Linked DNA regions of Mus musculus: regions 2, 3 and 4 are each linked to region 1. A link is a contact called in public promoter capture Hi-C data. All regions are on one chromosome and are shown on one strand. Each heading gives the region's core, a stretch centred on a gene start, on an enhancer-like site or on the middle of the called end of the contact. The rest is flanking DNA. Distances are from core to core; before and after follow the strand shown. Region 1 holds the start of Ostc (oligosaccharyltransferase complex subunit (non-catalytic)). Region 2 has its middle 34 kb from the start of Sec24b. Region 3 holds the start of Cyp2u1 (cytochrome P450, family 2, subfamily u, polypeptide 1). Region 4 holds the start of Hadh (hydroxyacyl-Coenzyme A dehydrogenase).

The links. Promoter capture Hi-C pulls out the DNA fragments that hold promoters and counts their contacts.
Region 2: a contact with region 1 is called in a promoter capture Hi-C map of pre-B cells, with 5 times the contacts expected there. The contact joins the enhancer-like site here to the promoter of Ostc in region 1. A contact is called at or near these places in 19 of 39 promoter capture datasets (the 3T3-L1 cell line, 3T3-L1-derived adipocytes, the C10 cell line and 11 more), 5 of 15 datasets of contacts at CTCF or cohesin (the NIH/3T3 cell line, hippocampal excitatory neurons, large pre-B cells and 1 more), 172 of 484 Hi-C or Micro-C datasets (the 3T3-L1 cell line, the AML12 cell line, the AtT-20 cell line and 99 more), 49 of 115 datasets of contacts at active chromatin or transcription factors (the NIH/3T3 cell line, the SCID.adh cell line, SST interneurons and 36 more) and 4 of 9 other capture datasets (adipose tissue, embryonic stem cells, liver and 1 more).
Region 3: a contact with region 1 is called in a promoter capture Hi-C map of pre-B cells, with 10 times the contacts expected there. The contact joins the promoter of Cyp2u1 here to the promoter of Ostc in region 1. A contact is called at or near these places in 6 of 39 promoter capture datasets (the C10 cell line, cranial neural crest, hippocampal neurons and 3 more), 2 of 484 Hi-C or Micro-C datasets (B cells and CD4 T cells), 14 of 115 datasets of contacts at active chromatin or transcription factors (Th17 cells, craniofacial prominence, double positive thymocytes and 11 more) and 2 of 9 other capture datasets (adipose tissue and liver).
Region 4: a contact with region 1 is called in a promoter capture Hi-C map of neural stem cells. The contact joins the promoter of Hadh here to the promoter of Ostc in region 1. A contact is called at or near these places in 7 of 39 promoter capture datasets (3T3-L1-derived adipocytes, embryonic stem cells, liver and 3 more), 8 of 484 Hi-C or Micro-C datasets (B cells, CD4 T cells, bone marrow-derived macrophages and 4 more), 33 of 115 datasets of contacts at active chromatin or transcription factors (the 230-238 cell line, CD4 T cells, the NIH/3T3 cell line and 25 more) and 2 of 9 other capture datasets (adipose tissue and liver).

Annotation. Positions count from the first base shown.
Region 1 is chr3:130,706,422-130,711,673 of GRCm38.p6, forward strand. Ostc (oligosaccharyltransferase complex subunit (non-catalytic)) reads right to left here and starts at 3,023. Exons shown (of 4, transcript NM_025509.3): 1 at 2,816-3,023. The coding sequence starts at 2,954.
Region 2 is chr3:130,092,189-130,097,440 of GRCm38.p6, forward strand. No RefSeq gene overlaps it. Among named protein-coding and RNA genes, the nearest start is that of Sec24b, 34 kb to the left of the region's middle. Within about 2 kb of position 2,708, at least 1 of the 459 cell types and tissues checked has an H3K27ac peak or open chromatin away from gene starts, as enhancers often do. A contact at or near this core is called in pre-B cells, where this site is marked.
Region 3 is chr3:131,299,979-131,305,230 of GRCm38.p6, forward strand. It overlaps Cyp2u1 (cytochrome P450, family 2, subfamily u, polypeptide 1), which reads right to left and starts at 3,249. Exons shown (of 5, transcript NM_027816.3): 1 at 2,702-3,249. The coding sequence starts at 3,149.
Region 4 is chr3:131,269,549-131,274,800 of GRCm38.p6, forward strand. It overlaps Hadh (hydroxyacyl-Coenzyme A dehydrogenase), which reads right to left and starts at 2,553. Exons shown (of 8, transcript NM_008212.4): 1 at 2,328-2,553. The coding sequence starts at 2,459.

The DNA of each region.
Region 1 (5,252 bases), core at 1,773-4,272:
AACATACATAAAATAAATAAATAAATAAATAAAAAAGAAGAAGGTCGGGCGGTGGTGGCACATGCCTTTAATACCAGCACTTTGGAGGCACAGGCAGGCAGATTTCTGAGTTCGAGGCCAGCCTGGTCTACAAAGTTGAGTTCCAGGACAGCCAGGGCTAGACAGAGAAACCCTATCTCGAAAAAACAAAAAACAAAACAAAACAAAAAAAAGAAGGCTTCTTTGATTGTATTATTATAATCAAAGAAGATCCAGCTAATCTGATTTTTGGTGAGGTGGTTTCAATAGTTATGAACCCCATAGATTCGTATGTTAAAATGTTTGGCCATAGGAAGTGGTGTTATTAGGAGGTATGCTTACTGGAGGAAGTGTGGCCTTGTCAAAGGAAGTGTGTCACGGTGGAGGTGGGCTTTGAGGTCTTAAATGTTCAAGCTACGCCCAGTGTAAAACAGACACACACAGTTGCCTTCTGCTGCCTGCTGATCAAGTTGTAGAATATTCAGCCCCTCCAGCACCATGTCTGCCTGGGCACTGCCATGTTTCCTGCCATGATGCTAATGGATTGAACCTTTGAAACTATAAGCCAGCCCCAGTTAAATGTTTTCTTTTATAAGAGTTGCCTTGGTCATGGTGTCTCTTTACAGCAATGTTTAGAATGACATCTAGACAACATTATCTCTCAAAGAGGTGCCAAGTTTACCAAAGAAACAGAGTAACAAGGCTCTGATGAACACTGAGGCTGCTCTACATCCTGCAGTATCAAATATGCAGCTAAGATTCCATTCTCTATGGAAAATACAGAGGCACATTGTCTCATTAGTATGTGAATTTGCTTTCAGCTTTAAAAAATACCACAACAGGGGCTGGAGAGAAGGTTCAGAGGTTAAGAGTATTAACTGCTCTTTCAGAGGTCCTAAGTTCAACTCCCAGAAACCACATGGTAGCTCTGAACCATCTATGATGAAATCTAGTGTCCCCTTCTGAGTGGCAGGCATGCATGCATATGTACATGTATACATGATAAGAAAAAACTAGCATAAATTGTGTATCTAGCAAATTGTTGTTGTAAAGTAAGCTTACTAGTTACTTTTACTAGTAAAAGTTTGACCTTATACCTATTACATATGCCTATTTACCCAAGGTTGTGCAAAAATCTGTCAGGAAAAATGGGGACACATAGGAGGAAAAATGCCAGAAGTGCTGGTCTAAGTGAACAAAACACCTCACTAGTCTCCTGGTCCACGTTGGTCCACACTTTTTTTTTTTTTCTTTTCTAGTATGACCCTTCTAACCATTCAAACTCAGACTAACAGATCATTTCTCCAGGAAACATACTGGAATTAAATCAATGCTTCTAAACTCTACTGTGTAGCAGAAAGCAATTGTGCGGTAGTTAGCATGTCTCCACTACCTTCTATGGAGGGCAGAGTCATTATATTTTCTTTGCTGTTATCCCAGCACTGAGTTAACAGAAAGTCAGTGTCGCCTGTCCTTCCCAGCAACATTGCTTAGGTACAGGTACACTCAGTTTTTAGAAAGCTGTCCATTAGAATTTTCAGCTCTCCCAGCACCACGTCTGCCTGCACACGACTGCCATGCTTCTCGCCATGCTGAGAAGAAGCCATTCCAGAAGCCAAACGGTAAATGTACAAAATGCGCCCTTCCATTTTGACCCAGTGGTTGGGGCAGCGAAATTCCCCCCAAACCCCATTCTAAAACCACCAAAACTGTGGCCCAATAGAAAGCTGAGGCTTCTCACAAAAACTGTCTCCAAAGGAAGCAAAAGTCAAGAAACAAGCTGGCAAGAATGAACACTAAGTTCTTAAAGCCCAAGGCATTAGGTGTCATATTCACGATTCACTGTGCTGAGCAAAAGTGAATGTTAACGCCACACACACCAGGTAATGTCTTTTTTTTTTTTTTTCTTAAACAACAACAACAATGTTTAAAGTGGCCTTTAGCATTTCCGTTAATGTGCACTCCGTAGAATGCCAACTCTACAGTTAAATACTGTCTTCTACCTCTTCAAATATGCCAAGTAGCCTCAGAAAGCAGTTAAGCAATAGCAATATGTCTACACACACCCTAAAAAAAGTTGAACCACTTTTGCTAACCAAAAATCTTTTTAATTTTCTGAATTAAGTAGTACACTACTTCCTAAATTCCTGAAGCCCAGTCCTGGATACATCCTGGAACTGTCGCTCCAAAGGGTGCTCTAGAGCCTGCAGACGGACTGCCAACTCACCAATAGGCAAAGCCACACCCCTCTGCATTTTCCACTTAAGGGATTTGGTGACAGATATCTAAAAAGCACTGCTTCCCTTCTATTTTCTGAGTCCCATTTTCTGCCCTCTGAGATACACCATCTTTTTGCAAGCCTCAATTCCAATCTCACGTATTTCTCAAAAAAACCGTGGCTTCGGTAAGTTCCCTTCTCATTCCTGTGATTTGACATAAAGCAATCCAAGCCCCTGGGGTCTGAACTAACAAACTCAAAGGTTATCAGATCTCTTCCACGATTTCAGGGTCCTCACGATTAGTTTAATAAAAGTCCCACACTCTCTCGACCAACCAAGGAAACACAGTGATTCAAAAATGATGTTCCCAAGACCCTGGTCAAACAATGCACAGCAAGAAATAACAACTAGCTGGACTTGACAATTATATCCAACTCAGCGCTCGAAGGAAAAAGCGGGCAGAGAGGAGACCATCTCTTTCCAGTGAAAGGCGTGAGCCTACGGGGCCCGGCTCGGGGGCCACGCGCCTCCGGAGCGAGCAGCCTGCGCGCCCACCCGACCCATCACGGCCGAGTTACCTCCGGTAATGAGGAAGTAAGATACCACTACCAGGGCGTACACCGTCATAGCCGACGGCATGTGCACCCAGGGCGGTTTCTTCAGCTTCAGGTTGGGGCATTCGAGCACTAAGAATGGGACTCGGTACAGAGTCTCCATGTCCCCGGCGGTAGGGCCAGCCCTCTGGCCTCCAGCCTCCCGCACCGCCCGGAAACACGCCCGCCTACTGCGCATGCGTAAGCCGAGGACCACAGGTCTGTAGAAGTCAGAAGGAGACAAGATATTCACTGTAGAAAGAAAGAAATTGCACTAACCTGATAAATAATATACATATTTAAAAATAAATAATAATGGTCGTTTTTAGGCTTGAGTGTGGGTTAGAAGCTTTTTTCTTACTGAGAGATCATTGTTTATTATATACCTTCCAGGACCTGCAAGGCGTCCTACGTGGCCAAGCCACAGAAGCGGAGAGATTAGCATCCCCACTGCCCCGCCCACTTGCTGACGCCACCTACTTGAGAGCTGATTGGCTGCTGGAAACTCTTAAGTTCATAGAGCTGGAGGATGAATGAAAGTTTAGATGTGTGCTCCCTTTTAGTATTGGAGGTCTCCCCTCGGGGCTTTAAAAAGCTCTAATTCGCTGAGCTTTTTCTTCATGCTGTATAGCGACGCTAATTGGCAGTAATTGCCAAAGTAGTATGGGCTTTATAAAAAATAATAATAATAAATGAATAAAACCCACACAGTCCATGTCAACCACAAACTGTGACAGAACAAATATTACTTTAAACCATTTTCAGTCACGCCTGAGTTAGTAAAAATCACCCAGGCCAAAAATCTTGAAGTCATTCTGGTTTCTCACCTTAATTACCTGCTTAGTAGGGCGCCGGCTTCAGCACCATAAATACTAAAATTGGAACGGAAAATCCTGCCACCTGGCTACTTCAGGTGTCTTCCTGCCAAGGTATCAAATGTAAATAAGAAAGGACTTTACTAGCTAGAGACAGTAATCCTGATCAATCAAGGAAATAACGGGCTATTATAAAACAGCAAGGAGGGGGGAAATGTTTTTGGAATACAGAAGCTCCGCTGCAGTGCCTCTTATCGTTCCCGTATCCTATGATAAAAAGCTTAAGCAACATAACAAGCCAATGGGGGTAGAAATGTTAGTGGCTTGGACCATTCAGATTTTAAAATTTGAGCCACAGCAGGAGTTAAGGAACTAAAATCATCTACTGTTAGTTTTACTATAAGCAACAGAAATATGAAGTGTGAACTGGCGATGAATATATTTTTTTTCAAAAACATACAATATGGATATCATGTCAAGCTGTGTCATACCATGCTTGTATTTCATTAACTCACAAAGCTGGAGTACCGCCGGGCAGTGGTGGCACACACCTTTAATCCCAGCACTTGGGAGGCAGAGGCAGACAGATTTCTGAGTTTGAGGACAGCCTGGTCTACAGAGTGAGTTCCAGGACAGCTGAGGCTATACAGAGAAACCCTGTCTCAAAAAACCATTAAAAAAATAAATAAATAAAAAGCTGGAGTAACATTGCCCAGATCCTTCTCACTGCATAATTATTTTGGTTTTCTTTTTTTTCTCTCTCTCTCTTTTTTAAAAAGGTGCCAGGATCAAAATTAGTGCTACAAATATGCTAGGCTGAGTTAAAACTCTGAAACGTTTTTAATTAGAAGAAACATCATTAGTTTTAAGAGACAGTATTTTTTTTAAACTACGGTCATTATTTCTAAAACTTTAAAATACTAAATTGAAAATGGGTAGATTAAATAAATATCTGGTGAAGCATCAATATAGTGAGATACTGGGGAACCAGCACATGTGATGCCAAAGAAGTTCATTTTTCCTGAAATGGAGAGATGCTCAGGGCAGGTCTGAAATGAAGAATAGCGGGAGTGAAAAAGAGGCCCGTGGAGAACTGACTCATTCATGTGTGCATTTTTCAGGCATCGTGCACTGACGAAAGTCTAAAGGAACATAAAAACAAACGTGTGTGTGATAAAACTGTAGACTATGCCTTTTCCAAAATACTACCAATTACATACGAACAACGTTTGTATGTAATATGCATGTTCAATATGTTATATTCTATGTTCGAAAAGTTTAAAGAGTTCCCAGTTATAACATGGCAGTTACTTTCTACCAAAGAATACAGTGCTGTGTTCTCCAAGGATTAGCTGGTTATAGTACAGTATAGTATAGTATAGTATAGTATAGGTTATATAGGTCTGCTTGTATCCAAGAGATGGTGGATATTTGTTATGATCAGAAACTCGATGTCATAAGTTCGGGGGCAATGTCTGCTTTATTACTGAATCTTCAGAGCTTTTGACCAGCTGGCATAGTAGGACCCATTAGCTACGTGTTGACTGGATCAGTGACTGAGCCTCTTCCATAGCTTCAGACTCTTCAGTGTGTCCCCTGACGATTGT
Region 2 (5,252 bases), core at 1,458-3,957, 610 kb before region 1:
TGAATATAATCCACAGAATCTACCTAGTGGTGCCTGTAAATGCATGGATTTGGGATGATCCACTGGAACACAGAAAACCTACCAGGGGTCACACGTCCAGGGTAATAATTCTCCTGCAGCAGCTTTTATTGATAGTTCCGCAGTTAGGGGCGGGGCCTCTTCAGCTCCTCCTTCAGGGCTGGAATGTTGTTTGCCATGGACTTGTACAGGTCTTGGGCAGGTAATGACAGAGGCTACTGTGAGTCCGTGCATGCCCCGTGTCTATTACGTTCAGGAGACACAGTTACACGGCAATCCTCCCTGACCTCTGGCTCTTACAGATTTTCCATTGTTCTTCCTTCTGCATTGTTCTGAGAAGCTTGCAGGAAGAGAGTGTGGTATAGCTGTGGCATTAGGGCTAAGATGAGCCATTTATGTTTTTGCTACTTGAGCATTTGTGAGTCTCTGTATTAACTGCTCTCCATTGCAAACAGAAGCCTCTCGGCTGAGAGCTGCATTGATCTGTGGGTATGAAGACAGGGGTTGTTTGACAATATGTCTATTCAGTGAGGTAATAGAAATAGGCTCTTCCTTAGGACCTGTGGCCTCCATAACCCTGGTTCTTGGTCAGGTCTGTAGTACCAGGTATGGCTTCCCTTCAATGGAGCAGGCCTTAAATCCAATAAAAAGTGGTTGGTTATCTCCATTAGCATTCTGCTATTTCTCCACTGGGCATAGACTGCTTCCAGGTCTGTTGCTATTGTAGCTCACAGGGTTCATAGTGTAACACTGTTGATTATGTTTCTCCCTCAGCAGCCTGCAGAACCTCTTTTGGCACTATGAAAGTTAGCCCCAGAAAGGTCACAGGCTGCATGTCCTGCAATTAAGTGTGTCATATCAGCAATAGGGTCGTACCACCAAGTTCTGGTGGACAACAAAGAGCAATGCCAAAGCTTGTATTTTTTGGGGGGGGGTGGTGGTGGTGACAGTCTCTGGGACCTTACTTGACTGACAGCTTGAAGAAAAGTATCCCACCCCAGGCTTTTTGCCCTAAATGGCTTTTGTGAGGTCTTAGTTAGGGTTTTACTGCTGTGAACAGACACCATGACCAAGGCAACTCTTAAAAGAACAAACGTTTAATTGGGGCTGGCTTACAGGTTCAGAGGTTCAGTTCATTATCATCAAGGCAGGAACATGGCAGCATCCAGGTAGGCATAGTGTAGGAGGAGCTAAGAGTTCTACATCTTCATCTGAAGGCTGCTAGCAGAATACTGGCTTCCAGGCAGCTAGGATGAGGGTATTAAAGCCCATGCCCATAGTGACACACCTACTCCAACAGGGCCTCACCTATTCCAACAGGGACACACCTCCTAATAGTGTCACTCCCTGGGCCAAGCATGTACAAACCACCACAGGTAGGGTATTATCCTTGCCATGCAGAGTAACTCGATGTCAGCTGTTTTTGTTTTTGCTTTGTTTTTGTTTTTTAATGCAACTTTTGGAAAGCTTATAAAATAGTAAACTTCCATACCTATTTAGTGTTTGCACTCTGGGTGCAGATGTGATATGACCATCGAGTCTTGCTCCTGAGCCTGTGTCATCTCACTAGGATAGGCTGTATCTCTCTGAAACTGTCAATGGGAATAAGCCCTATCTCCAAGAAGTTGCCTTTTCGGATGGGCCATGGTATTTTATCACATCAACTGGAAAATAAATGAAGACAGCTTCTCTTTTTTTTTTTGAGATTTATTAATGTTATGCATTACAAGTACACCATAGCTGTCTTCAGACACACCAGAAGAGGGCATCGGATCCCATTACAGATGGTTGTGAGCCACCATGTGGTGGCTGAGAATTGAACTCAGAACCTTGGGAAGAGTAGTCAGTGCCCTTAACTGCTGAACCATCTCTCCAGCCCTGAAGACAGCTTCTTATGTTTATTTCCCACACCATCTTAAGTCTTGATGTCTGTAGTGGATTTGCATCTAGAAATAACATGCATGAGTCCTTGAAGTGTGGAGCCATTTCTACACAGTGGCGTCTTTTCACACTGTCAGTTTTTCTACTCCAGTCAAGCAGAGGAGACAGTCCTATGTTGAGTCAGCAATTTTAAATTAGTTTGGGAGGAACAATTACAAGACTATTTAGACAACAACAAGCTGGCCCTACACAGCACCTATTTGTCTCTCCCCTAAGATATAAAGTCCTTGTTCCCAGGCTGGTTTTAATCAAACATCTGGCAAACCCAGTGTCACTGCAGCAAACGGGAGATGAGAACATTGCGATTAGCATAGCTTTTTAATTTCCTCTTTGCCTACCACATTTGCATATAACCCCCTGGGAGGCCATCTTATTTTCTCCATGGTGCTTTATCTCAACAATTGTTATCAGTCCCGCTAGGAACCTTTCATAGGTGCTCGGGAACAGGAGGAGGAATAATAATGGCTTTCTCTGAGAATTTTCATCTCTGGTGATTCAAGTCTTCACTCTGTTTCTGTTATAAACTCTTATCACAGGAAACAATAGGAACTAAATTTGAAGCACAGGCTGCCCCCGTGTCTCAACACTCTTAAAAAAAAACGCTCGACTCTTTTCATTAATCAATAATTGTGATACCAAGCATTTTTTTTTTGCTATTGTTAATTAAAACAATATATTTACGTGTGTCTGTGCACACCCATGCCAAAGTGTGCCTGGGGAGGTCAGAGGACAACTTGTAGGTATAGGTTCTCTTGTTCTATTGTGTGGGTTCTGGAGACTAGACTCAAGGGGTTAGGCCTGGGGACAGGCACCTTTACCCACCGAGCCATCTCGACAGCCCCTCATTCTTTCTGTTCTGTGAACTCTATACATTCATTCATTTACTTAGGAGACAAACGTTAAGCGTCAGGTCAGTCAACAAGGTCCACCCACATTTCATTTCTTTACGCGATTTAGCTGGGTGTGGTGGCCCATACTTGTAGTCACAGGACTCCAGAAGGTAAGGCAGAGGGATCCAGCGTTTGAAGCCAACTTGAACTAAGTGAGTTCTGTGCTAACCTGAGCTTCACAGAGACTTTTTATCAGCCAAACCAAACCAAACCAAACCAAACCAAACCAAACCAAACCAAACCAAACCAACAAAACCCTAAGTCAAATTAAATCGAAGCCTAACCAGGCCAGGTGTCAAATTTCCACTAGGTGTCACTGCTGTACCCCGAATTAGCCAAATACAGGCACAGACTGAGAGAAATCTATCTGCAAATTCACTTCCATGACTTTTTCCTCTTTTTTATTGGATATATTTTTTTAATTTACATTTCAAATGTTATCCCCTTTCACGGTTTCCCCTTGGGGACCCCCATTCTACCCCCTCTCTGCTTCTATGAGAATGTTCCCACCCACTCATCCACTCTCACATCCCTGTCCTGGCATTCCCCTACACTGGGGCACCCAGCCTTCACAGAGCCAAGTGCCTCTCTTTCCACTGATGCCCAGCAAGGCCATCCTCTACTACATATGTGGCTGGAGCCATGAGTTCCTCCATGTGTACTCTTCGGATGGTGGTTTAGTCCCTGGGAAATCTTGGGGGTCTGGTTGGTTGATATTGTTGTCCTTCCTATGGGGTTGCAAACTGTTAGTTTGTTAGTGGGATGACAAGGAAGAAAAGGCTAGTCACTTCTATATAATTTTGTATAAGCTGTCACTTGCAACTTTTGTTCATATGGCAAAATATCTTAATTGAGAAGCTAACTCAATAGTAATGTTTATTTTTTTTTAGAAAAACAACTGCAGTGATTTGAGTATGCCTAGCCCATAGAGTGGCAGTATTTTTAGGTGTGGCCTTGTTGGAGTAGGTGTGGCCCTGTTGGAGTAGGTGTGTCACTATGGGCATGGGTTTTAAGACCCTCATCCTAGCTGCCTGGAAATCAGTCTTCCACTAGCAACCTTCAGATGAAGCTGTAGAACTCTCAGCTCCTCCTGCACCATGCCTGCCTGGATGCTGCCATGTTTCCCACTTGATGATAATGGATTGAACCTCTGAACCTGTAAGCCAGCCCCAATTAAATGTTGTTCTTATACGAGTTGCCTTAGTCACGGTGTCTGTTCATAGCAGTAAAACCCTAACTAAGACAACAAGCAAAAGGAATATACAAAGATAAAAACTTAGAGGATGCAAAAAGTTAAGCAAATGATATAAACAGACTTTAGGAAATGCTAGATTTTGATAATTTTTTAAAATGAAGATAACTATTATTGATGGACATGATGGTTCAATCCCGCATTCCCAGCAATCTAGAGGCTGTGATATGAGAACCATCATGAGTTCAAGGTCAGCCCGGGCTATCTAGCAAGTTCCAGATTAACTTGGGCTATAGAATGAGACCTTGCCTCCCAAATTTTCTCTTAAAAAAAAAAGCAATTACTTTAACAATTAGGCAACATTCTGTCTTGAAAGAAAATGGAAGCTTTTGATCACGACTCAAAGATCTAAGCCTCACTGCCACGACTGCAGGGCTGGAGTAGCTCCCAAGCAGCCTGTGCTCTGGGGGGCTGTTCACAAGAGCTATATGATGCTGACGATGAAAAAAGAACACGCAAGACATAGGCTGGAGAAGGCGCAGCGACAGCGAGACCGCGATGGTTATGTCCATCTTCACGGTGTGTGTGTGTGTGTGTGTGTGATCAGTCAGGTGAAGGGAAGCAACAGGGAATGTTCCTCCCTAAACACTGCCATCCGTTTTAGGCAGCCATGGGAGTCACACTATGGGCAGCACCCCTTGTCCCTGTGAGCATGAAGCCACAAGTAGGGCCTTATGGGACGGAGTTGCAGGGTCCGAGGCAATGACTCATCGTGAGGAAAGACACACCTTCCAGAAGCAAGGACGAAGAAAGAAGGGTATTATATGTCCAGTCTACTATTTATACCCTTCTGGTTTGCAGTTAAATTGTGACTTCAGTCATTTGGTTATGGTAACAGAAGCTCTGTTGGAGTTAAAGACTCCTTTATTAAAAAAAAAAAAAACAACCCACAAGGTAAACAAACCTATGCGTTCTCATATTTACCTGTAATTCTGCATCTTGCTAATCCAAATAGTCCATTAGGGCTGGATGAACCATAAATAAAACTAAAATTTCTCATGAGTAAGTAAAGGGTGGCTAGTATTTTCATGAAAAATGCGCAACACGAAATGATGTTGAATTTTTCCGCACTTAGAGCATGCATTAAAAAGTACTGCTATACTTGAGTGTTTTAAAATTCTTTTTACGTTTTTCCCCCAATTTTTTATTAG
Region 3 (5,252 bases), core at 1,999-4,498, 590 kb after region 1:
CACTGCCAAATTACTGTCTTAAGTAGATTTAGAATGGAGAAAAAGGACGGCCACGAGTATATGAACATCACCATGTTTTGAACGGCTGCCTCTTGATACTTGTAATATTCTAGTTTGGCCACTAGAGGGAGAAACTGTATCTCAAGTGATTTTCATTCACACTTCCGTGATTGTCAGTGTAGGTCAGAGTGGCTTTACCCAGGTCACTGATGGGGCTCTTATTCCAGATGTCACACTTACCTTACCTAATGTGTGCTGTGTGGAGATTTTCTTTCTATATAGTGTAAGTGCATAGGTGAAACCTCCTCTCTCTCTCATTACATGAGTTAGTTTTTGCTTTTAATAGTATTACTTGATAAGCATAAGTTTTAAAGATACCACAAGTAGATTAAAAAACACTGATTTATCACGAGTGTGTGTGTGCGCGCGTGTGCACGCACTCCCACATGCACACAGAAGCCAGAAGAGGGCATTGGATTCCTTGCAGCTGGAGCTAAAGGTGGTTGGAGGCACCTATCTTGGAAGCTGAGATCTGAACTCAGGACCTCTGAAAGAGCAGTATGTGCTAACCCGAGCCATCTCTCCAGTCCACATGAAGACTTCTCTCGCTTTTTAAAAGATAGAGTGTTATTTTGAAGTCTATGCTGTCCTTGAAGTTGTGGCAATCCTCCTGCCTCAACCCCTCCAAGTGCTGCTGTGCCACTGTGCCTGTCTACAGGTCCTTTTCTTTATGATTTATGCTACAGGTCTTATTTTAGAAATCCCTTCCTACCAAGGATTCAGAAACACACCATTTTCTTATAAAAATTTAAAATGCTGACTTTGAAAACATTTTTTAAGATTTATTTTTACTTTGTATGTTTTTAAAAAATATTTACTTACTTATTTTATGAATATGAGTACACCATTGCTCTCTTCAGACACACCAGAAGAGGGCATCGGATCCCATTACAGATGGTTGTGAGCCATCATGTGGGTTATTGGCTCTTGAACTCAGGACCTCTGGAAGAACAGCCAGTGCTCTTAACCACTGAGCCATCTTGCCAGCCCCATCTCTGCATGTTTTATCTGAATGTATGTATGTGTACTATATGTGTGCCTGGTGCCTACAGAGACCAGAAGAGTCTGCTGGATCCCCCAGAACTGGAGTTACAGAAAGTTAGGCAGGGCCTTGTGGATGCTGGGAACTGAACCTAGGCCCTCTGGACGAATAGCAAATGCTCTCAATCACATGAGCCATTTCTCCAGGCCCCAGATTTTTTATTTTCTTCATTTTTAATTAATTCTCTATGACTTACCTATAATTCCAGTGAGATAAAAATACATTTTTTTTCATATAGATAACTGGGGTGGGGTTGAGGGTGTATAACCCATAGGCAGGTGCATGAGGAGGCCAGAGAAGGGCCTCCATGTGTCCCGATCTGTCACTCTCGGCCTTACTCTGTCGACTGCCTCTTACTGAATCAGCTCGCTGCTAGGCTGGTAGCCAGAATGCCAAGGTGATTCTCCTGCCTTGGGGTCTGAACACGACCCAGAACACTGGTAGTCTGTTTACTGTGGCCGATGGCTATAAACTTGAGTTGTCACTTAAATCAGATGAAGAGAGGGCAGAACGCTGGAGGTTTAAGCCAAGAGAGATTTCCTGGTCTTCCTTCACCAGTGGCCAGATTAGTTGTGTATCCTTACTCTAAATTTCATTCAGAGTGAACGTTTACAGATCCCTGTCTTAAATCAGAAGCATCTTACACAGTGGCTGTCATACACCCTTCATCTTGAACCCAACTCTAGCCAAGAGGCCACTAAGGTGCACGCAATTCAGCGCATCCAACTTCTGTTTTCTGCAGAGGCTGGAGTGGCCTTAGGAACAAGAACTAACTACCCTTGATATAGCAGTCAAGCTCTCCGTGCTCCAGCCCAGTGCTCACACCTGCCCTCCCCATTACAGGTGCCTCCAATTCCAGAGCTTTCTGAGGCCTTACATGGGGAGTTTCCAAGGCAAAATTAGAAATGGGGTGAGGGAGGGGATATCAAAGTATGAAGTCAGGGGGCCACTCTCCTGAACCGAAGCATATATATGCCACCCACAATGGATTCAGTCTTGTACTTCAGTGTCTGAAGACAGAACACAGGATTGACAGGTGGCTGGAGAATAGGAGATCGAGACCCTGTGTCTGCCGAGGGAGATATACACGGGCTCTGGGAACAGACTGGCTATCTTGAAATATTCTCTCAAAAAAATTAGTCACTTTCTCTTAAATTTAACCTCAGGCAAGTTCTTTAGTCACCCGCGGGGAGCAGCCACATTCTTTGCCAAAATATTAGAGGCTATGAACACATCCGGTTCACCAGTCTCCTAGCTTGGATTCTGGCCATTCCTAAGGGGGAAAAAAATATCTTCTTATACTTTTGCAACTGAATGATACTCGGTGAAATGAATCCCCCTCCCCCTTTTCCTAACACAGCCAATGTTTAGAAACGTTGAGATCAGACCTATGCGTGAGAAGGCCTCACTTGGGACAAAGGAAGGCTTCCGGGGTGGGTGGTCCTTATTTTACAGTTTGGTGCCCACACCTCCCTCACTTTCCAGTGTGTCTCCCACTTTAATCGCACACTAGAAAGCCACGCCTCCGTCCTCTATCCCCTATGCTGGTCATGACGCAGGTCCTGCCGCCTGGGGATCCTGAGCCCGCGGCGCGCTCACCCTTCTCCTTGGTCATGATGGAGATGAGCGGCATCCGCGGGCGGTCACTGAACACTTCAGCCTGCTGCACTAGCGCCTCGCGCACGCTGTGGAAGTCGCTGAGGACCACCACCAGACGGTGGCCGATGAAGAAGCTGAAGATGTTGCCATAGACACGGGCCATCCTGGCCAGGTACACATGCTGGCCCACCGTGTCCGTCTGGCTGCCCGAGCCCAGCCAGAACTGCGGTCGTAGAAAGCGCGGCACCAGCAAGTGCCCGAAGTTACCCACGAGTGGCCGAGGCTTGGGCCCCGGAGGGATGCCGCAGGCGCGTTGCCGCCGCAGCCAAACCCAGCCTAGCAGCACCGCCAGCAGGCAAAGTAGCAGCGCGCCTCCTGTCGCCCGCACGTGCAGTCTAGCTCCCGGCTGCTCCCCTGCCGCGGGACGCTGGTCCCCGAGCGAGGACATGTCCCAGGTACCGCCTGCATCTAGCTCCGCTGCAGACGCGCCGGCACCGCGACAGTAGCCGGCTACATGACTCAAGGTCAACCGCGAGGCAGGGCAAGGCACGCCCTTCCGATTGGCTGCGCCGCGTGCCCCTCTCGGGATCCTCCAGTCAGCTGCTCCTGCATAAGGTGGGGGCGGGACGTCCTACGGGACGGCTGGTGGTGACGAGTGGTCTCTCGCAGCACAGCTGAGCTGTCCTGAGTGGGGTTTTGTTTGTTTGTTTGTTTGTTTGTTTGTTTGTTTTGCCAGTTTAGTGCACTAGCAGCAGCAGGCTCCTCCAGGGGGTGTGAGCTTTCTGTGGGTTTCTGCATATGGCCTGACTATATCAAAACACTCAGAGAACCCGGGCTGGGTGACTGCTTTATTAATTAGCCTTAGACAAGACCTGAAATGCTGAGCTAGTATCCAACAATGTGATGTGTGGATATTCCAACATCTGGGGATGGCTCCAGAGTGCTTTACCTTCCTGTCATTTACAGGCCAGATGTTGTGGTTTCTCTCGGTTAGACTCTCCCTAGAATTGTCGATGCCCCCCCCCCTTTTTTTTCTATTTTAATTTTTCTATTCTTATTTCTATTTTCTACTTTTATTTGAATCTTGATAGCCTAGAACTCCTTATGTAGACCAGTTTGGCTACCAATTCAGAGATCCACCTACATCTGCCTCCAGAATTCACATATTAAAGACATATACTACCATGCTGGGGGAGGGGGTCAAATTCTAGCCCATGCTTGTGGTAGGGAAGTGCTTCACCTGTGATCCACGTTTGGTTCCTGTGTTAGATCACTCCCTCCCAACAAACACACGCACACACCACACAGAATTTGAACACTATGGTGCGTTATAAATATGACCAAAGCTTGAAGGGTGGTGACTTCTTTTCCTATTATGTGGGTTTTTAAAAAATATCTACTGTTCTCTACTGCTTTTGCCGTAGTTAGTAAAGTACACAAATACATTCTTCCTTCTCCCCTCCACAAACTACAAAAGCCCCTGTCACATTTCCAGTAATTAACCCTTATCAGATTCCTTTTCTTGTGTGACTTTAAACAAGATTTCCGAGTATAAGACATTAAGATGTTCATTATTATCTTGTTACTGTCTTGCAACTGGCCGCTCCTGTAACTCACAGTCCAGCCTTAATTGGAAGCCCCCTGTTTACGCTTCCACTGTTGGGTGCGATCACAGGAGTACTGTACTCTCCCCAGAGCACACATACACTTTCCAGCTGCTTGTTGGCAGATGCAGTCTCCAATACGGCATTTCCTTCTCTTTATGCCATTCTCTAACCCACTACTATCGGGTGAGCTCAATTCACAAATTATCTTAAGCTGTTTAGTCCCCCTTTTTCATGGCACAGCAGGAATCTATCCGACCCATTTGTCTTATCTTCTGCCTCTTCCCTGCCACCAAACACCCAGACTGCTGCCGCGTGCCCCCTCTTTGAAATATTCTCTGCAAAAAAATTAGTCACTTTCTCTTAAATTTAACCTCAGGCAAGTTCTTTAGTCACCCTCGGGGAGCAGTCACATTCTTTGCCAAAATATTAGAGGCTATGAACACATCCGGTTCACCAGTCTCCTAGCTTGGATTCTGGCCATTCCTAAGGGGGAAAAAAATATCTTCTTATACTTTTGCAACTGAATGATACTCGGTGAAATGAATCCCCCTCCCCTTTTTCCTAACACAGTTGGAATTAAGAGAGCCCTTCCAATCCTTGTACAACTTTGTCCAAATAAAACTGGACTCTCTAACCATTGAAATTCTGCCTTCAGCTGAGATTTAGATCTTTCAAAGGGGCTCCTCCTTTCACCTCTCCTAGAACCATCACAGGGCATACATGCAGCTAATTCTCGGGATGATTGAACATTGACCTAATTTAAAAACTGACAACTGCCCTCTCTTGTGTGAGATGTAACTGTGCTTATGATGTTTCCTAACTATTCTCTTACTTTCATTAATAGCTCTGTATGACAGATAGAAAGTTGACTTATACCTGTATGTCCCAGTTCATAAAGAACCAATCCCCAATACCTGAGAATATGACCCACATTTCTAGGAAGG
Region 4 (5,252 bases), core at 1,303-3,802, 560 kb after region 1:
GTTAAGCAAGATATTTCCTACCTAAACCCAAGGCTCCTGCCTCAACATGGAGATCAGGAACAAAAGGGGCCTGAGGCTAAAAGGACAAGAGGACAGATGGCAGCAATGGTGCCAATGATCACAATGACACTTCTGGCTTCTTGGAGCTATATGCTATGTGTGTGTCAGTTAATTCCTTTATTGCTTTTCCATATTCCTACAGACCCTCTGCTCTAGAGAAACTGCAGAGACCAAGCAACTGCTTTACTGTTTCACCAACATGCAGATCGCCCAACTGCCTGCGCTCAGCACATGAATTCATCACTCATCCCTGGTACCAGAGGCAAAAAAAAGATTTACTACCCTGAACCAAAAACTGTCCATTATGGATTTTTTTTTCAAAAAGGAGACGGCATGATGGGTGGAGAGATAACTCAGCAGTTAAGAGCATTGGCTCCTCTTCCAGAAGATCTGGGTTCAAGTCCCAGTTCTCACATGGCAGCTCACAACTGTCTGCAACTATAACTGAGTTCCAATTTTAAGAAAGGAAGGAAGAAAGAAAGAAAGAAAGAAAGAAAGAAAGAAAGAAAGAAAGAAAGAAAAGAAAGAAAGAAAGGAAGGAAGAAAGGAAGGAAGAGGGAGGAAGGAAAGAAGAAAGGAAGGAAAGAAAGGAAAGAAAGAAGGAAGGAAGGAAGGAAGGAAGGAAGGAAGGAAGGAGACAGCACTAACTAGAACTGTTTGCTGCAAGGCCAAGTATAAGAAATGGACCATCTAAACCACTGGAACATAGTAGAGCTATTAATCAGGAAAGCAGTTTCCCCTGCAGGATCAGAATGGTCACCTAAAGTGACCCAGAGGAATGGCTGTTCCTTATGAATGCCCACTATTTAGATGGTGGGTGTTTGTTACACTTTTATTCAAAAAGTTCTGCTAGGAGTTGCATAGCTTTTCCTCTCCCCGCTTACATTTCCATAGGAACTCCCTGATCCAGCTGCTCGAGTATTTAATCCACAAATCCCTGATGCCCATCCTTGTCAATCACTTTAATCCACTCGTCTCAGGTCAAAGTTCGAGCACCTTACCCAGTTAATTCTAAGTGCTTCCCGTGCTTCAACACACTTTCTTTGGATAGACACAGCATCCACAAGACACAGCATCCTGCATTTGTGCAAAAGCTGCTAGATGCTTTCTAATTAGTTTCGAATCCAAAGCAGTTTGGGGGGAGGGGAGGAGAACCCTATTATCTTGTTAATAAGATGTTGCTTAAACATTGTTTAAGGGATACATTGTTTTTCTTGGACCTGGACAACCAATCTCATTCCTCACAGCCTTGAGTTTTTGTGGTGCAGAGGGATACAGCAGACTAGCTATATTTTCTCCAGCATAGCCATGTATGGTTTTTGTTGTTTAATTTAATGGACTTTGGAAGGAAGTGCAGTCAAGGCTAATAAATAGCAAGCATGCAAGTGTGCATTTGGTTGGGAAAAGACACTGACCTGCGAATACCCTCCCTAATTAAAATTAGGTAAGCCCTTCACTGCCACAACACTCAAACTGCAAAGGCCTCAAAAGATACGAATATAATAGCAAGTTCATGGAAAAAGATCAGAGCTCTCTACTGTGTGTAGGAAGTTAACTCTTAAGAGAAAATGGTACTACAGACATCGCAGTAGCCAAACTGCACAGTTGATTTTGAACTGTGCCTCAGCTGGCACCAGGCAAAGTCCCACAGAAGCCGATCAGAGATTAGAGACGTCTCAGAGCATAAACTATGCTTATCTCTGTCGCCCACTCTCTTGAGGTTCAGAGCTGGACAAGCACGCAGATTTCAGCACCGGGCACTGGGTCAAAGGTCAAAGTTTCCTGGCCCAGGCCTGGGCGGAGTCCCAGCAACTCCACAAACTCCCACTAGGTGACTTTCCAAACTGTTACAAAAGTGAAGGCCAACGAAGGAAACTTGTGGGAGAGGCAGGACACTTGGAAAGAAAAGTGCCCAGACCAACACCCAAAGAACTGTAAAGAAAAAAAGAAAGAAAGAACAAAGAAAAAACTTATCAGGAAAACTAAAAGAAACCGCAGCCCAGGTCTTGGCGAGCGGATTCCTGTCAGATCCAGGCAGTGAGCAAACACTCTGCAACTTTGCACGCACAACTGTGCACAGTTCAGCTCCAGTGTGCACGCGTGCACCAGCGCGCTCCACCGAGCCTTCCCCGGCCCGGCAGTTAGTTGAGAAGCATGCACGTAAGGATCGGGCCGAAGGCTGTAGTTCTGGGACACTGAAGCATGCTGCACCTTCTCGGACTTCATCAAACTATTTCCACCACACCCGGGGCGCGAGGCCCGCTCACCTGCGCGATGCCGGCGCCCATCAGCCCGCCGCCGATGACGGTCACATGCTTGATCAGGATCTTCTTGGCGGCCGCCGACGCAGAGGAAGAGGAGGACATGGAGCGCAAGAATTGCCTGGTCACGAACGCCATAGCTCAGTGCAGCAGCCGAGGAGGAGCAGTGGGGACAGCGCGAGAGGTCCCGGAGCGTCGTGGGCGGGGTCGGCGACGTTGGGGGCGGGGCCTCGAACACGCCCCACCCACCCGCCTCCTGCACAAGCTGCAGGTCCACCCCGCCCCCCCCCCCAGAGGGCGGTGCCAGGACTCAGGCCAGCATGGACTCCGGCAAAGCAGGGACCCACCAAGAGACAACCTGTAGTTGCCTTCACAATCTGGTGGGCTGGAGTTGTGATCGTGAGAATTGTGTTTAGAATGAGGACGGTAACCCCGGATAGAGAACACAGGAAGGGAAAGCCTGGCTATTGGCCAACTTTCTGCCTAGTACTGTGCTAGTGATAACAGAATTACTGCTGGTTTTACTTCTAAGCGTTCATCTGGTGCCCCCAAACTCACCGTCCAGAGGAAAGCCATCCGCCTTTCACCCCACTGGAAGAAATGATAGTTAATCCTGTGTGCAATGAAGCTCCCTGCAAAAGTCTCATCTGTGTCTCACATTCTGCAGAATAAAACTAACTTCCTGTCTGAATGTTAGAGCTCGAGTCCAAGTTCTCTCGGGCTGTTTCTAGTTACCCACCTCTGTATCTAACTTAGGTTACATCGAACTTAAGCAATGTGTTGCCTAGCAGACCACTTGCTCCCATCCGTCCCAAACTAAAACAGTTAAAACAACAACAACAATAACAACAACAACAAAAACAAACAAACAAACACCGGCATAAAACCCTAGGAAAAGAATTACTTGTTCCACTGTAACCTGCCTGCCCAGGGTCTTCAGCAATGTTCTGTAAGCCGATGGCTTTATGACCTTCTTGCTCTGTAGCTATAAAAAGTTTATGTAACTCTGTCAGCAGTGAACCTTGTCCTTCAGAATTGTTTCCATGCCTGTTCCCTGCCTCGGGCTCTTGCATGTGGCTGGGAAGAGACTCTCCTGCACTCCCTTTGAAGCAGGGGCTATGTTTTGCATTGACCCTTTGAATCTTATTTTTATATTTAATTCTTCAAAATAAGCAAAGCCTACTGAGTGCTACATTCCAGCCAAGTCACAAAAATAAAATAAAATAAAAGATACTAGGAACGGAGGTAGAAGGCTACCCACAGAAACCCAACAGCTTGAAGAATGAACACGTTTATGAAGGAAGGAAGGAATGTGTACAGCAGTCTGAGGAAAGATGCAAGACAGAGAGGAGAGGCCCCTATGGCTGAGTTGCCACTGAGAGAGGACAGCACATTTCCAGGAGGCTTGATGAGAGGGTTGCAACTCTTAGTTGTCATTTGGAAAGATGAAGTATAATCCAAGTTTGGTGCTGTGATACTATAATTTTCTCTTTCTTTCTTTCTTCCTCCCTTTCTCTCTTTCTCTCTTTCTTTCTTCCTCCCTCCCTCCCTCCCTCCCTCCCTCCCTCCCTCCCTTCCTTCCTTCCTTCCTTCCTTCCTTCCTTCCTTCCTTCCTTCTTTTCTTTCTTCATCCTTTCTTGTTTCTTTCTTCTCACCAGTGTATTATCTGTGCACTGTATGGATGTACGTCCGAGGAGGCCAGAGAAGGGCATCAGTTTCCTGAGCTTGGAGTTAGAGATGGTTGTGAGCCATCATGTGGGTGCTGAGAATCAAGCCCAGGTCCTCTGAAAGAGCAGTCAGCGCTCTTAACCACAGAGCCATCTCTCCAGCCCTATGATATATTCTCAAATGATATCTCTGTTGTAATATTTCATGTGTACCTCACACCCAAGGTAATGTACGTTTTCAGATCTCTGCTTTTCCTTGGGAAAGAATGATAAATGGGTCTTGATCCACTTGTGCTGCTACAACAAAACCCCCAAATGTCTCCTGGGAGCAAGGCAAACCCAAGTCAAGGTGCCATCAGGTTCATTTTCTGATGTCGACCCACTTTTAGCTCAAGGATAGTTCCTTGTATCTGCAGACGGTTGAAGGGTGTGATGGTGAATATTGATTGTCAAATGGAATGAATCTGTAGCCGACTAAGAGAGCCACCTCTGGAAGACTCCATGGAGGTATTTCCAAGAAAGGTTAACTGAGGGGAGAAGATGTCCTCCCTGAGTGGGCAGCACCTTATACAGAGTGGGGGTGGGGTGCACCCTAGATATAAAGTGATCTGAGAGAGAAAAAATAGACTTCCTGCCTGCCTGCCTTCTTCTCCTGCTGGAGAATTCCTCTATTCTGCTGTAGCTGCTGCAGTCATCCTTCCCTGACATGAGCACCTAACTTAGGCCTTCCAACATGGGATGAAGTGCAGGCTCTCTAGGGCTCCTCCAGGCCTTCAGCCAGACTGGGACTGCTGATGCAACCAGCCTCGCAGACTGAGTGGCTGTGACAGCCTCAGCCTGTCCAGTGGCAGGCACCACTGATGGACACTCCAGCCCCGCTTGTGTAAGCAAGTCTATTAAGTCACATCTCATAACGAACATTACCCTGACAGCCCTCCTTCTAGAACAGTGTTCTCAACCTGTGGCAAACCTCCCTCTCCCAAAAATACTTACAACTCATAACCGCAGCAAAACTACAGTTATAAAGCAATAAAATAATTTTATGGTTAGGGGGTCACTACAACACGAGGAACTGTATTAAAGGGTCACAGCATTAGGAAGGCTGAGAACCACTGCTCTAAAGAGAACCATCTGGGGCTCTTTCTTAAGCCACTAGCCCACCCAATCACCTCCCAAAGGCCCATCCCTAAACACTTCTACATTGGGTTTTAGTGTATGCATCTGAAGAGGACCCACAAACACTACTGTAGTACTCCCTAGTGAC